Linked DNA regions of Triticum aestivum: region 1 is linked to region 2. Evidence: chromatin contacts called from public Hi-C data. All regions are on one chromosome and are shown on one strand. The core of a region is the stretch at or near the end of the contact, and the rest is flanking DNA. Distances in the headings are between cores, read along the strand shown. Region 1 has its middle 62 kb from the start of LOC123138772. Region 2 holds the start of LOC123138772 (serine/threonine-protein kinase CST20).

The links. A called contact is a pair of places that touch in the nucleus more often than the background predicts.
Region 1: a Hi-C map of leaf shows a contact between it and region 2, with 3 times the contacts expected there. The contact joins the enhancer-like site here to the promoter of LOC123138772 in region 2. A contact is called at or near these places in 2 of 5 Hi-C or Micro-C datasets (both in leaf).

Annotation. Positions count from the first base shown.
Region 1 is chr6B:660,996,250-661,001,148 of IWGSC CS RefSeq v2.1, reverse strand. No RefSeq gene overlaps it. Among protein-coding and RNA genes, the nearest start is that of LOC123138772, 62 kb to the right of the region's middle. Within about 2 kb of position 3,033, at least 6 of the 8 cell types and tissues checked have an H3K27ac peak or open chromatin away from gene starts, as enhancers often do. A contact at or near this core is called in leaf, where this site is marked.
Region 2 is chr6B:660,933,603-660,938,369 of IWGSC CS RefSeq v2.1, reverse strand. It overlaps LOC123138772 (serine/threonine-protein kinase CST20), which reads left to right and starts at 1,673. Exons shown (of 10, transcript XR_006469320.1): 1 at 1,673-2,216; 2 at 2,718-4,767.

The sequences.
Region 1 (4,899 bases), core at 1,784-4,283, 61 kb before region 2:
TATCCTGGTGTTCACAATCTTCTATAAATTATTCGGAGGAGGAACCCGCCTTGTAATGCCGAAGACAATATGCGCGCCGGACTCGTCGTCATTGAAGCCTGGTTCAGGGGCTACTGAAGGAGTCCTGGACTAGGGGGTGTCCGGATAGCCGAACTATCATCATCGGCCGGACTCCAAGACTATGAAGATACAAGATTGAAGACTTCGTCCCGTGTCCGGATGGGACTTTCCTTGGCGTGGAAGGCAAGCTTGGCGATACGGATATGTAAATCTCCTACCATTGTAACCGACTCTGTGTAACCCTAGCCCTCTCCGGTGTCTATATAAACCGGATGGCTTTAGTCCATAGGACGAACAACAATCATACCATAGGCTAGCTTCTAGGGTTTAGCCTCCTTGATCTCGTGGTAGATCTACTCTTGTAACACACATCATCAATATTAATCAAGCAGGACGTAGGGTTTTACCTCCATCAAGAGGGCCCGAACCTGGGTAAAACATCGTGTCCCTTCTCTCCTATTACCATCCGCCTAGACGCACAGTTCGGGACCCCCTACCCGAGATCTGCCGGTTTTGACACGACAGTAATCAATTCAATCTTTGGTAATCAGATTACTCTTTTCTTAGGCAATGCAATAAATTCCCGGATGGCGATCGATTTGTTCTTGGTAAGCATGGTAATACAATAAATTCATGGGGAGGCATAAATCACGGGAAATCACGGTAGGTAATCAAGCAAGGACCCCGCACGCTGCCTTCCTCTTGTGGTCTATCCATGACTCCTCCCCACCTTCTATTCCTCCTCTCCCGTGGAGCGTCGCCGCCCCGTTTACTGTCTCCCCGGACCGGCACCGCACCCCATCCCATCCCCTCTCCTATCTCTCCTAGAAATCATGATGGGGTGGTTGTCAGGGGCCCGATCTGAAGAACCGCAGGGCTACGCCGTCCTACGACGATGGTCAGAGATTCCGACAGAGGCGTGCAAGGGCATGCTAGCCGTCGCCTGAAAGGGGAAGCGGAAGTTAACCAGAAACTTCAATAGTAGTGCAGCTTTTATCACCCAATGGCCTCATCTACCTGGTCACTAACTCTTCCCCTCCGACCATAGACGCCGGCAGGGGCAGAGATATGTCAACGCCGTTGTGTGCTTCACTCTGCTCCCTCACCACGGCAAGCTGATGGAGCAGGTGGAGGCGCCGCCTCCGCACATCGTCGGACTATCGAGGAAGTTCCCCATGGACAGCGAATGGAGCTTCAAGTTCATCAGAAAGGAAGAGCTCGAGAAGTTCATCAGAAGTTGAAGGACATCGACGTCATCAGCACGTGGGCACGGAGAGACCAACCACAGGAGACGTGACGGAGACCGGAGGCGATGGGTTGGGTGTAGACTGAAGATCACGTGTCAGCTGTTGCGAGGACGACGACGAGGGCCTGTGTGAGCGCCACAGCGCGTTGTGCTGGGTGGCGTTGGAGGATGGCGGTACTACACCCGAGCTGTCCTCCTTTATTCCACGGTAGGCTGTAACATGTCCGTTGATCTCATGGCAGCTTAGCCTCTATTCCTGTAGTCTTGCAGCTTTTGTTATATAGATTAAACTATATGTGCGTACTGTTAGTGTTACCCAACTAGCATGACACTATACTAAATTTGATATATGGTTTGTGCCTATATTTTTCTGAAATTTTAGCTGCAATTATGCTAGGTGGTTGGTTACTGCCGGCTAGAGGGCTCATATGAAACGATCTAGATCACATGTTGCAGTTTACTTGATCATGTTGTGTATACATGCATAAATCAAATGTTTGTTTCACTTTTGAGCTAGCTGCATCTGTTTTCTGTAGTTTCTTCTTTGTAATTTGTAAGAAAAAAGGTGTCCTAATAAATGAATGTTTTCATACATTTGCAGTGGTGTCGCTCTTCTTCCCCTAAGCTGACTTATTGGGCAAATAATTTTTTTTGCCCTTGTGTTATGTTCTATATATTACTAAACCTCTTTAGCCTTCTTGGTTTTTTAAGTATTTGCCTGCTAACAAGGACGAGCAAGGAAATTTATTCCTATGGTTACACTTGCACTTTTATTAGAGGGAGAGAGACTTAAGACCAGCACAATGTGAAATATAAAAACTGTACAGTGGGGTGAAAGGGAGATTTCGAGCTCGCTATACCATTGACAAAGGCCGTATACCTAGATCTTTACGACAGAGATAGTGGGTGAAGGAGGAAGAAGAATAACACTGATTTTAGCAATAGAAAAACCAACAATATCATCTGATGGTAGCAGTAAAAATGCAACAATGTCATCTGATGTGCATGAGGATCCTACATGTATATGTTATCCACAATTAGTGTTGAGCCAACATAATATGTGTGTACCCGTGCAACGCACGGGCACTTACCTAGTGCTAAAAAAAATCGAATCTTGAGTATATCGCGACCAAAAAATCTCAGTTGATCACTGTGATCGCTGCACAGCACAGGCATCGCTCTGCTCACTGATTCGCGATGGCCAAGCACGCACGAGCATCTGCCCCGCCTCTGCAGGTACGCGCGCCATGCGCCCGCCCAACCCGCGGCCAAGCCCAGAGGCCAGAGCGATGCGGCCTGCTGTCCCGTTGCTTCGGCAGATCTCAGTCGCAAGTTGCAACTGACCTCACCTCTCCGGCCACTTGTTGGCAAGTGCGATGGCCGCAAATGATGATGGCATGGCGCTGTTCCGGTACCAGCAACTGACAAAATGCACATGACATGGGCAGTACAGTTCGGCGGCGGCGAAAGCGATCTCGCAGGTAGCGCCGCATGAAGATCATCACCCGGGAGGCCGGGACCGGCCGTGTCATCACCTGGCAGTGGTACCGGCAGTGGCAGTAGGATGGAAATGGGATGAGGTGATGTGCAGAGCGGTAGCCCCGGCGGAGACGGAACCAGCCATTGCCGTTCTCGACCCAATGCCAATGCCCGTGGAGCCCATGCACATGCGTCCAACCCTGCGTGGCACCACCGACGACAGAGATGGATGGATGCTTGGAAGGGAATCCGACTATCCGAACGAGTGGTGCCCGACACGCAGGAAGGAGGTCCAGGGGATGAGGAGGAGCGCACAGCGACGTGTGATCGCAACGCCGACGGCCAGCTGCTGGCCTGACTCGATCATGTGACGGGACGTCTCCGCCCAGATATCGGACGCCGAGGTGACCGGTCGGGTCGACAGAAGTGGGGTAGAACGAGATGCATGGCCTCGCGCGATTGGCGCGGTGGCTCCCGCGAAAACACCATCGGCACATGCCGGCACATGCGTGCGTGCGTGCCCGCCCGCCATTGCTGGAACGTTCGTTCGCGCGGCCGCCACGTACGGGATGGCAACACCTGGCCACCGGCGTGGCGTCTCAGGGCAGGGGAGGGGCCTGATCTGATCTGAGGCTCGATCCAGGCTCGGCGTGGCGTGGCGTACGTGCAGTGTGGTGTGTCGGCCGATCGGGCAGCAGAAAGACGTCTCCTTTCTGATGAAGCGAAGCTCACGCGAGACCCATCGGCCGAATAGCCCCGAGGCTCGGAAGACTCGCCCGCCCAGCCCGTTGCGGATACGCCAAGCCGTACTCGGGCCGCACGCACATGAACAACTTTGCCTTTTTTTTAGGGGTTCTTTGAACAACTTTGCCAAAGGCCAGGCATCTGCGTGGCGGCGAAACAACGGCCGCTGGCGAATTCCGGTCCGGAGATACGTACGTGCGTCTCCTCTCCCTCTCTCTCTCTTTTTTTGTCGTGCCGTGCGCGCGAGAGTGCGAGAGCGCAGAGCCAATTCGAGGAACGACCACACGCAGGGCCGAGCGGCGACAAGGATCGATCGGCTCCGGCTCCGGCTCCGGCTCCGATATTATCTACTATCTCGCCACGATCGAGGGCTGCCGTCCGGTAGCCTTCCTTGGCGTACGTGCCGCCCGCGCGCCATAGCCTTATCCTCCACAAAATGATTGGAACCTACTACCACCTGCTGTACGCAGGAGCGATCGATCGATCGATCGGGACGTACTGGGCGCGCAAGCGGACCAGTGTCTTTTCACAACACCAAAAGCAGTACCGAGTCGTAGGATTAAGCTGCAAGCGGAACCTGCTTGATACTAGGAAACATTATTTTTGGACGCCGATAAGTGTCACACGTGTGGGCGTTTCCTGTCCACACATTTTATGTGGTGTATAAAAGGAACAACCCACACACCTACGTGTGGCCAAAACAACTAATGTTCACACACCTCTTTTTTCTCCCCCCGGTTCCTCTCACACGTGTGCGTGTTGGCGAAGTAGATAACGCCCACACGCCCTGTATGTCAGGTCTCGTACCTCGTGACTCACACGCCACGCGTGACAGTCACCGCGCGCCCGCAGTTGTCATGGTCCAGACCCTCGTCCATGTTCGTTCAACTGCAGTTGCCATGTCGCTGAACTACGGTTGCTATGTCGGACAACTGCAATTGCCATGGTTGCTCAACTGCAGTTGCCATGTATGGTCTGATCTACTGTAGTTGCCATGATTTCAAAACTTTAGGAGTTGCCACATATTAACACTAGGCAGTTGAGAGAGTTGCCATGTGCTCACAAGCATGCTAGGGCAGTTGCCATGTAAAAAGAAAGAGTTGACATCTGCTTATGTGCACGTTAGGGCGGTTGCCATGTATCATGCAAAAACACATGGCAACTCGGTAAAGAGAGAGTTGTCATCTGCTTACGTGCATACTAGGCAGTTGCTGTGTACCCTGCAAAACACATGGCAACTCGGGTAAAAAGATAGTTGCCACCTGCTTATAAAGCACACTAGGGCAGTTGCTATGTGTGCTGCAAAACATATGGCAACTAGCAGCTTGGGTGTGGGAGAGGAGACGGGCGTGTGAGTGAGATGGCAAATG
Region 2 (4,767 bases), core at 424-2,923:
AAACAAGTGACAATAACATGCAAGGAAGAATGCAGTTAGCTAGCAACGATTCTCATCCTTCGATCATATCCTCTTTGCCTTTTTCCACTGGGTAAAAAAGAAGAAGAAAAGTCCATATAGCCCGTAAACAGAAAAACAAAAAAAGCTAGTACTCATGCACATGGGCTACGTCCTGTACGAGAGTAGAGCCGCGTCGTTCGGACAGAACGCACAACGACAACAACCTGATGTGCGACGATCGGACGGTCAAAAAAGTGATTGAGACCACAATTAAAACTGAGCTAGCTGAGTTTGAGCAAAACCGTTTTTTGTTTGCCCTAGAGCTCGTAGAATATCATTTGCCCATGAAATTTTGCATGTTCTAATCACACTCAATCATCTTCTATTTCTCGGCTACAAGTCTGTGTGATTATTCCAAATCCTGTGAGCACAATAATCTATCCATATCCGGACCAATTGGCCCCACTTCCACTGAAGTTAACCAACTATTCCCTAAAAAAAGGAGTTTATCAATTATGTGCTGTAACTTTCAATAGCAACGTTCAAAAAGTTATAACAAGAAAAAGAAAAGAAGCAGCGTAGCGTCGTAATTAAAGAAGATATCTCCATATATATGGACGGCACAGAACGTAGGTAGGACAGAATGAGATGAGGATAGGCCACATTTTTGTCTGGCCGATAATCTATTTTTCGTTCAGTGTTCTTTGCATCAGCGGAAGCGTTGCCCTTTTTCCCTTTTTGATTTGAAGAGATCAAAAATAGCAGCATCGATACGCCATGCCGGCGTCGATCCGATCATGCATGCAAACGGCACACCTGATGAAGGGAATATGTTCTGTTCGGCCATGCATGTCCGGCTTCCAGAAACTCTCCCATAAGCCGGAGCATATCGTATGTCGGTTGATGCCGCCCTCGCTCTCCAGCATATGCAATGTCAAGACTCTGGAGTGTGGAGCATATGCAGTATATATGCGCGTACGTACATGTTGATGTTGGTATTGTTGGGAGTGAAAGTTACGGCTGATCGATCTGATCTGCTAGCTATACCTCCTAGTCCAGGAGCGGATGGTCGGTCGTGCGCTGAACTTTCGTGACGTGAATGCCGAAAACGACGGCCGGTCCGGGCCGGCGGTCTCGCTCCTTCATGTTGCCCGCCCGCCCCTCTCCATCTCCGGCCAGCTGCCGTGACCATGAGAGTGAAAAACGATGACGCGACACGATCAGATCGGCTCTGTCAGCGTGATCCGATCCCGGCCGAGGCTCGGTACACGGGAAGCTCCCCAGGGCACCGAGGGCCGTAATGCATGCGCGTGGCCAGTTGCAGGGCGGCTTGCTTGGACTGACCGATTAATGGCCGAGTTGACAATGCAGTGCAACTCGAGGAAAAACATGGAGATCGTTCGGCTGGTCGAGGTGATGACCAAGTAACCGCTGGACTGGTTGGTTGTTACACTTGCGTGGACACTCCCTGCCGTGCAGTGCAGGCAAGGGACGGCGCGGCGCGGAAGCACGCAGGAAGGAAGCAACAAGGCCAGCCCAACTGAACCACCGTACGATGGGATAAAACCGGGAGGGGCGGGTGCGCGTGGGGAGGGGGCGGGGGTCGCGTCATCAGGAACGGAACAGAATCACGCCACACGTGCCGCCCCGCCGCGCCTCCACCGCAAATCCCGAGCCGCTAGGAATCCCCCAACCCGAGTGGCCCGGCGCCGCGCCTCCTCTCTGGCTGGCTCTCTCTCCCCCGTCCGTCCGTCCGTCCGCGCAAACAAACCACATTCCCTTCCCTCCCTCCACCACACGTAGCGCGCCGCACCCGCACGGGCGGCCCGCCTCCGCCTCCACACGACACCAGCCGATCCCCTCCCCTTCCACACCTGACGCCGACGAGTCCCGCGTGGGCGGCGGCGCCGGCGATGCCCCCCGCGCTGACGGCGTGATACCCAGAGCGACCCAGCGAATATCCGAATCCCCCAGCCAACAACACCACCACGGCCTCCCCCTCCCTCCCTCCCTCACTTCCCCACCGCGAATCCGGGGGACGCCTCCTCCTCGCCTCTCTCTCCCTCTCCCTCTCCCTCTCGCCTCCCTTCCCCCGCCCCTAAAGCGCGACCGCACCGCCGCCCGGAGCCCAGCCGCCCAAGTCGGCTGCTCGCCCCCTCTCCCGCTTGCTCAGCCGACCCCGGGAGCCCAGGATCGTGCCAGAGGCAGGCAGGCAGGTACGGCCTCACTCCCCCTCTTCCTCCCTCGAACACCAACAATCGGCTGGATTTCTCCTGTTTTTTTGGATTGGAAGTTAGTTCGTTCGTCCTTCTTATCCTCCCCGTCTGTTTCGGGGGGAGGAAACGGAATGAGTTTCTGTGTTTATCCGGCCAAGATCGGCGGGGAATAGGAATTCCGTTGGGGAAATTTCCGCCAGCGGGGAATCATAGGAGCTCAGTCCCTGTAGATTCTGTTTTCAGATTTTGAATTCGGATTTTGCGGGCAAATCATTCGGGTCTGCTCCAACGCATTCTTCGAAATTGCCCCCGCCCCCGGCTCATTCTTTTTTTAGGAAAGAATTTTGTCGTTTGTCTGACGGTGGGGGGCTGATCTGAGGTGTTATTGGCGAAATCTGTCTGAAATTGTCCGATTTCGTGTCTTTATTCGTCTGATGATGGATGGAAGGTGCCAAATCTTTGGGCTCTAGGCTAACAATTTTGGTATTTTTCTATCCACAGGAAAGGGGCTAACGAGAGCAGCTGGTTGGGACTGGTGGATTGGCAATCGTGTGATGTACTTGGCTCTGCCGCTGATCCAACTCAAGCCAGCTTGATCACGCAGCCTCGGCACACCATGGCGCCATCCGCTGCCGCTGCAGCCAGCAGCACCGAGGCTGACGGGGCACAGCGCATGGCCAAGTTCCTCTGCAGTTTCGGAGGCAGCATCCTGCCCCGCCCCCTCGACGGCCGTCTCCGCTACGTCGGCGGCGACACCAGGATCGTCATGCTGCCCCGCGACATATCCTACTCCGACCTGGCGGCGCGGATGCGGGAGCTCTATGACGATGCCGATATCATCAAGTACCAGCAGCCTGATGAGGATCTTGATGCACTGGTCTCGGTTGTTAATGATGATGATGTGGTGAACATGATGGAGGAGTATGACAAGCTCATTGCTGCGGGAGAGGGGTTCACTAGGCTCAGGGTCTTCTTATTCTCGCAGCACCTGGATGATGAGGCTGCATCAGCAGCTGTGCATTACCATGGGGATGAGCGGGAGACGGAGAGGAGGTATGTCGACGCGCTTAACAGCCTTGGTGACATGAGATCACCTTCATCTCCTGTGTCAGTGGAGCAGCTTTTTGGTATCGGAGGCAATGAGTCAGGAATTCCCGATATTGCTGGCCTGCGGCATTTGAATGTTCCTCGTGCCTCACATAATCAGCGGTATGGGGAGATGGATTCTCCTTGGAGCCCTGCATATATCTCTCCGGGGCAGTATGGAGTGCCTGATCCAAGGGATTTTCCCATTTCACCATCATCTGCAAGGTTTCAAGTTGGAGCAGAGGACTTTGATGAGAGGATTCCTGATGATTTTGTGAGGCAATCGCCAAAATATCGGCATTATGAGGCTCAGTCACCGCCACATGTGGATAACTTGGTCTGGCTTCCACCTGGTGCTGTAATTCAGCAAAATGCTGGCTTCCCAGGGAATTTGGGCCGCTCCGGCAATTTCTTGGATGGAAACAGTGTATATGACTCCCGTTCGTCATTCCAGAAGGGTCAAGGTTCAGTGAGTGATCCTCGTTATATGGATCCCCGTTGGAGGCCAGTCCAACAACATTTTGATCAATCAAGCATGGCAAGTGAGTATTCTGCTCACCCTGCTATTCAGCGTCCAGATTATGGTCGTCCTGGTGAGCATTATGTTGTAGGCCAAGATGTTAGACTGGAAAATGGTGTTTATGTGAAAGAGCAAACGGTGCATCCCAACCAAAGCCATCAACGGTATGAGGATCCAAGGTTGAATCTGCCTGCTAATGGTAGAGTGATGGATCCGTATGCTGATAGCAACTCAGCTAATTCTGCATTTGCACCCAGCAAAGTATATGAAATGCATTCAACATCTCACAGCCGCTCAAGCCATGAAAGTCCCCACTATTATCATGGCAGTGGCCAGGGCGAGCATGTGAGTAGTGGCTCCTATGTCCAGACATCAGGTTTTGAAGAATCGACAGGCCAGCATTACAGCCATACTTCAACATATGGTGCTGATACCTTTTACCAAATGCAGCAGAACTTGCCGCCACTTCAATCCATGAGAAGGAGAGCAAGCAGCCCTGTTCACACAGGCTCATCATATGAATCACCGCACCTGCCGATCCCAAATGGGAGCATCAACTCCAACTTTGTCAGAAACACAGGTGATGTTAGTCCAAGGATTCCTGGTATGCCTGCATATGATCGAGTCCCAAACCCATGGCCTTCACCCAATGGCAACATACCATATAGAATCGTTGGACATGATGTTCCCGCTGTTGTTGAGAACCCTTCTTCCCTTGGTTCTCGGTCAGGTCCAAACACTGCTCAGTATGTTCAGCCTTTCTTTGCCCCAGAATCAGTCCAGCAGCAACCAGGAGCTCCATTGGTAGAAATTTTTCCTGAAAGAGCATCCGCTGGACCCATGCTATCACCGCTTGATGGTAAAGTATCTGTTGCTGCGGTACCCCTTGCTGATCATTTGTCCAGGTTGGACATTAACACAACAAAGAAATTGGAAGGAGCAGAT